Regions from separate parts of the Oncorhynchus mykiss genome. Here region 1 is linked to region 2. A link is a contact called in public Hi-C data. All regions are on one chromosome and are shown on one strand. The core of a region is the stretch at or near the end of the contact, and the rest is flanking DNA. Distances in the headings are between cores, read along the strand shown.

What was found. Hi-C and Micro-C count contacts between places; a contact is called where the count stands out from the background.
Region 1: a contact with region 2 is called in a Hi-C map of liver, with 2.4 times the contacts expected there. The contact joins the promoter of LOC110489826 here to the enhancer-like site in region 2. A contact is called at or near these places in 2 of 3 Hi-C or Micro-C datasets (blood and liver).

The regions. Positions count from the first base shown.
Region 1 is chr15:23,348,556-23,351,647 of USDA_OmykA_1.1, forward strand. It overlaps LOC110489826 (decaprenyl-diphosphate synthase subunit 1), which reads right to left and starts at 1,832. Exons shown (of 10, transcript XM_036944087.1): 1 at 1,639-1,832; 2 at 412-467. The coding sequence starts at 1,791. It overlaps LOC110489828 (protein adenylyltransferase SelO), which reads left to right and starts at 1,853. Exons shown (of 19, transcript XM_036944081.1): 1 at 1,853-2,376; 2 at 2,491-2,606; 3 at 2,759-2,887; 4 at 3,026-3,090. The coding sequence starts at 2,154.
Region 2 is chr15:23,255,467-23,258,360 of USDA_OmykA_1.1, forward strand. acbd5a (acyl-CoA-binding domain-containing protein 5A) reads right to left here. Exons shown (of 13, transcript XM_021562751.2): 8 at 1,803-1,897; 9 at 1,443-1,635; 10 at 1,144-1,343; 11 at 848-901; 12 at 596-705; 13 at 1-390. The coding sequence ends at 378. Among protein-coding and RNA genes, the nearest start is that of mastl, 8.8 kb to the left of the region's middle. Within about 2 kb of position 1,300, at least 1 of the 11 cell types and tissues checked has an H3K27ac peak or open chromatin away from gene starts, as enhancers often do. A contact at or near this core is called in liver, where this site is marked.

The DNA.
Region 1 (3,092 bases), core at 582-3,081, 94 kb after region 2:
CGACCTCAACCCAATTGAGATGGCTTGGGATGAGTTGGACTGCAGAGTGAAGGAAAAGCAGTCAACAAGTGCTCAGCATATGTGGGAACTCCTTCAAGACTGTTGAAAAACATTCCTCATGAAGCTGGTTGAGAGAATGCTAAGAGTGGGCAAAGGTGCCATCAAGGCAAAGGGTGGCTACTTTGAAGAATACATTTATTTTATTTGTTTATCACTTTTTGGTTACTACATGATTCCATATGTTCCATTTCATAGTTCTGATGTCTTCACGATTACTCTACAATGTAGAAAATAGTCCAAATAAATAAAAACCCTTGAATAAGTAGGTGTCCAAATGTTTGAGTGGTACTGTATATCATATTTCTCTATCTATATAAATTACTGCATATAATATTTCAATCTCAGACTCACCTTGTCAGAATATAGTTGCCTATTGAGGTTGTGTCTTCAGGCCTGGAGGATAGTCTCTGAAATAAATTAATGTCACATATGAATAACCTGAGCACAACAACTTAAGCATATGTAGCCAATCATTTAGTCAGGTGGGCATTTGACAACTTTTCCTCAAGTTACTTACATGATGTCATTGTGAGGTAGCCTAGTTTAGGTTATTCTAGGCTATGAACCACATACTCTTGACCAAGCAATGTAGGCTACCCACTGACAGTTCTGTCTAGTAACAACATGGTAGGATTGGGTGATATTTGGGGAGACCTCTATGATAAGCTACTCCAAATGTTGCAATATCCGATATAATCGTTTTGCTCCGTTAATGACTAGATAAATCCAGACTTTATTATATCGTAAATAAGCAAACAAACTGCAGTCGCGTTCTTATTAAATAATCTTAGTATGGCCCAAAAAAAACAAGGCTTAGGTCATTCACTTCATTTTCAACATATTTGATACAGTCTAACTTCTAAAACTGCACATTGTTTATTTGTGAATTTCAAATTGAGCAGGGTTATTCAACTCTTACCCTACGAGGTCCAGAACCTGCTGGTTATGTGTTCTACCTGATAATTCATTCCACCCACCTGGTGTCCCAGGTCTAAATCAGTCCCTGGTTAGATGGGAATGACGAAAAAACAAAGTGGAGCTGGCTGAGTTTGAGGGGAATAAAGTATAGTCTTCACCATGACGATATATCGTCAGTGTGAAATATCATGATATTATTAGATTTAATCATACATCGGCCAACAACCCAACAACCTAGTGTCCCTTCTGAAATAAAAGAGATAAGCCAGTGAGAAAAATCAAGTGCAAGGCTTGGTACAGTGTAGCCCTGCAATGACATTAATTGTCTTGACCTTTAGCTAAACTGAGAATGCATAACAAACCAGCAAGATATGGCTAGCTAGAAATCCAAACCATCTTGTCATATAGCAACAATCTTTACTGTAACTATATATACAAAACCAATGTCCTTCATAACATATATGTTTTTAGTTCGCTACAACAACTGGGATAAACTGGACTAAACTGGACTAAATCCCAATATAGCTACACCAGTCAAGCTACAACTCATTAATAAGATCAGCTTGCAGATTCTGTGTTATATACTGGTTGACCTTGATTGGGTTGACAGCACTCCCGCCCGGCGAAATCTTGGCACTGACACGGGCGCACGTTACCTACCTCCTTTCCCGAGCCAGCGACGGCCCCCGTTCCTCGCAAAGACAAAGCAGCAAACGTAGCAGACCTTCCATTAAAACCGCATATGGTTTCTAGTACACTTGTACTCGTAGCGCCTGTAGTCCACCTCCAACAGTGCCTCCACGGTATCGCCATGTTCCTCCACACATAGCTGGAAAATATTACACAATATGACGCCGGAAGCGGAAGAACTCAAATTACGTTGATTGACGTCATGACGTTTTAGAAATCAGGAAATATTCGACAGCAACAAACAATCCCTGTTTTGTTGTCTTGTAACCTGCTTTAGTAGAGAGTATGCCACTGTCTCACTGTAAAGTTAATGTCTTATGTGATAGTGATGGTCAGGTGCCGCAAAAAGAGGAATGCGCGAGATAGTTGAGAAACTTGATAGTCTCTTATGACATATGGATCTCATCAGAGAGTTAACTAATGGTGACGTTGTAGCCAGCAATCAGCTGTCAGTTTTGCTAGCTAGGTAATTTTGAGTTGCAATAATGGTTATTTACAGTGCCTCAAGCTATGTTCTTTTAGGTATGGCAAACCTAATCATCATGTCTGCATGTATGGACTATTGTGATACTATTGAAAACTGTCACGGTCCTGCTGACACTATGTCAGACCGACAACACTACATTCATGCTTTCAACTTCAACAAGAGTGTGGAGAAACACTTGCACGATTTGGACCACTTCAAACTATCGTGTAAAAAGCTATTAGGTAAATCCCTCAGAATTGCATTCTTTGTCAACCAAATGCCCAGTAAAGTTTTGACAGTTATTTGCATGATCAGACATATTTGTAAATAACTTTGTTTGACTTTTCTTGCAGAAGCCTTCCCCCTTGACCAAGTGGATGGCATCTTTGTTCGCTCTGTGAAGAACTGCATTTTTTCAGAGTCTGACCCAACCCCACTCAAAGGCCCTCTGAGACTTGCGGCTGTTTCAAAGGTAATTTTGCAAATTACTTCCAGGGACTAGATATTGTCAAGAAATGTGGTTTACAATGGATGTGAATTAACCTAGAATAAGTGTTATAACACTGTCATAACAGCTTAATAGAAGGAGCTACTACATATTCTAATGTAGCTTTGTTTTTCCAGGAGGTCATTGAGGGAATGTTGGGTCTAGATGTTGCAGTGTCCCAGTCAGAGGATTTCCTACAGTACTTCAGTGGTGGTAAACTTTTTTCTGGATCCAGCCCTCTGACACACAGATATGGGGGTCACCAGGTACTGTACCATCTCTATACCATTTTCATCACTTTTTTTTCTGTATCAATTGCTTAGTCCCTCCTAATTCCACATTGAACTTTGAAGAACCTACTTGTTTATGACTAAATACTAGTGATGTTTTCTTTATTCTTTTAGTTTGGCTACTGGGCAGGTCAGTTAGGAGATGGCCGAGCACATCTCCTTGGTGAATATACTAGCAGGT
Region 2 (2,894 bases), core at 50-2,549:
AATAAACTACTGTGATCTATCAACGAACAATGCCATAATCAAAATACACAAACAACTTTCCCCTCCCAAGTTAAATCCTAGTAATTTCTTGAGAGCAAAATAATTACTAATGTAGTAAAGTAATTGTAGCCTATCATCTCAAAAAAAGCTTGCACGATTACAAGCTGTGGTTCAATACATTCACATTTCTCTTTGATTTCAATTCTAGTGCTAGTGGCTTGCGAGGCTTCCACCACTCACTACTCCGAGTGCAATCTTCATAGCGCAAAAGCTAGAGTTACAGAGGTGTGGGGGAAAGCATAAGGGAGGTGACGGAACAAACCAGACTGCTGAGAATCTTCTCCTCGTCACTTTGTGTATTTGGGCTGGGAGATTTTTCAATTGATTCGTCTGATAGTGGGGACAAGAAAACATTCTTACTAAGTACAAGCCTCTATCAAACAATAGATTATTTTGATAGAGCTACAGTATCCACATATAGAGAGTATCAGAGGCAGAATCATGAATGGATGAATGTAAACAAATGTCTCAATTTACACAAAAAATACAATTGACTTAGTTATTTTTGAATATCCCCATCTGGCTATACAATTACCTTCTCCTACGTTGAAGATATTGGCGGATAAGCCACTGCACCAAAAATGGCCACACAACAGCAAAGGCTACAGTGCTGGGAGACACGTCGAAAGGCCACCAGGATGGTTTCTAGAGGACAGAGGATAAATAAAAAGTGATCAAACTGAAGGTCACAACATCCCTAAAACCAAAGGTACAAAGGGCATCTTTAGTCTATGACGATGTGAGTCCAAATTAAATATTGACAGAGAGTAAAGGCAGCGCACCGTACCTTACTATTCTTTGCCAGGGGTGATGGTGGGTATGGTTGAGCCGATGACCTTGCCTAGAGAACATGTAGAGAGAAGAGAGAAGGTACAAAACAAATTAGTACTTATAACATACCTAAATAGTTACAGTCCATCTTAAAGTCATGATCCAAAATCCTGAAGTATTAAGAATGAATACAAAATATTGAGGTGTTTAGGTACTGCATAACTGCAGGTTTGCTATTAGATACCCTTTCCACAGCCGTCACTATCAACAGGCTATGTAATATACTTCAATTGCTAAATGTGGGTCTCTGACCTGGGATGCAGTGAGGGCCTCCAGTGTGTGCAGTCTCTCCAGGACACGTTGCATGTCTTCCTGCAGTCTGGCCAGCGCCACTACAATCTGCTCATTCAGACTGCCTCCTGGTGTCCCCGCGCCCCCCCACCGCTCCCCGTCCCCCCCGCTACCCTGCAAGGGCTTCTGGGCACCTGGACTGTGCCCTGAAGACCTAGAACCTATAACACACGCAGACACGGAATAGAGGCGTAAACACTGACATACACTTGTAGGTAAACAGAGAAGTAAGACAGGGCCTAAACACACACACACCTTACCTCGTTCTCTCCTGACCAGGGAGCTATTGGGCCTGCCTGCATTCAGTCTTTGTCTCTGAGAGGCCCCTCCACAAGTCTCCCCATCCTCCGCGCCACACTGGATGCCCGCCACACTGGCCCCTCCACTACTCTCCCCCTTTTCCCCATGCTCCTCATCCAGCTCCAGACAGCGGTCAGTTTGTGCCTCAGAGCCCTGGACCAAAACACACATACATGAGGATTTGGAAATGCTCTGTGTACTTGTCTGTACACTGTGCTTGTGCCCTCTGATTCAGAGGAGTTGGGTTAAATGCGGGAAGACACATTTCGGTTGAATACATTCAGTTGTGTAATTGACTAGGTGTCCCCTTCGCTTCTTACCTCTTCCAGGCCAAACTGGTCCATGGAGTCGCAGTAGACCTCGCTGTCTGAGTCACTGGCCGCGCGATAGGGCCTGAATACATCCACATCGAGATCTATGGAACAAATAGTACCCCGTCCCATACAGGTCAGGTCAGATTCATAGACATATGGGAACCTTCCCTCAGAGAGAAGTTTGTGCTAGCAGGACTGATTAAGAAGCAACACAAATGCAATCATTGCAGAGATCTGTGCTCCATTCGCATCATATTGTGTGTTCCACATTCCAAATACATCCTTTCTCAAGGTGATCACTAATTTGATGTAATGAGTTGGTGAGAGGTGAAAGTAATAGAAACACAACTGACCATAGACCAGCTTTTAGGAGCATAATGTAATGGCAATCCATCAGATCGGATGACTGCCTTGCCTGGTTCACCAATTACTTTGCAGACAGAGTTCAGTGTGTCAAATCGGAGGGCATGCTGTCCGGTCCTCTGGCAGTCTCTATGGGGGTGCCACAGGGTTCAATTCTCGGGCCGACTCTTTTCTCTGTATATATCAATGATGTTTCTCATGCTGCGGGCGATTCCCTGATCCACCTCTACGCAGACGACACCATTCTATATACTTCCGGCCCGTCCTTGGACACTGTGCTATCTAACCTCCAAACCAGCTTCAATGCCATACAGCACTCCTTCCGTGGCCTCCAACTGCTCTTAAACGCTAGTAAAACCAAATGCATGCTTTTCAACCGTTCGCTGCCTGCACCCGCACGCCTGACCAGCATCACCACCCTGGATGGTTCCGACCTTGAATATGTGGACATCTATAAGTACCTAGGTGTCTGGCTAGACTCTAAACTCTCCTTCCAGACCCATATCAAACATCTCCAATCGAAAATCAAATCAAGAGTCGGCTTTCTATTCCGCAACAAAGCCTCCTTCACTCACGCCGCCAAACTTACCCTAGTAAAACTGACTATCCTACCGATCCTCGACTTCGGCGACGTCATCTACAAAATTGCTTCCAACACTCTACTCAGCAAACTGGATGCAGTTTATCACAGTGCCATCCGTTTTGTCACTAAAGCACCTTATACCACCCACCACT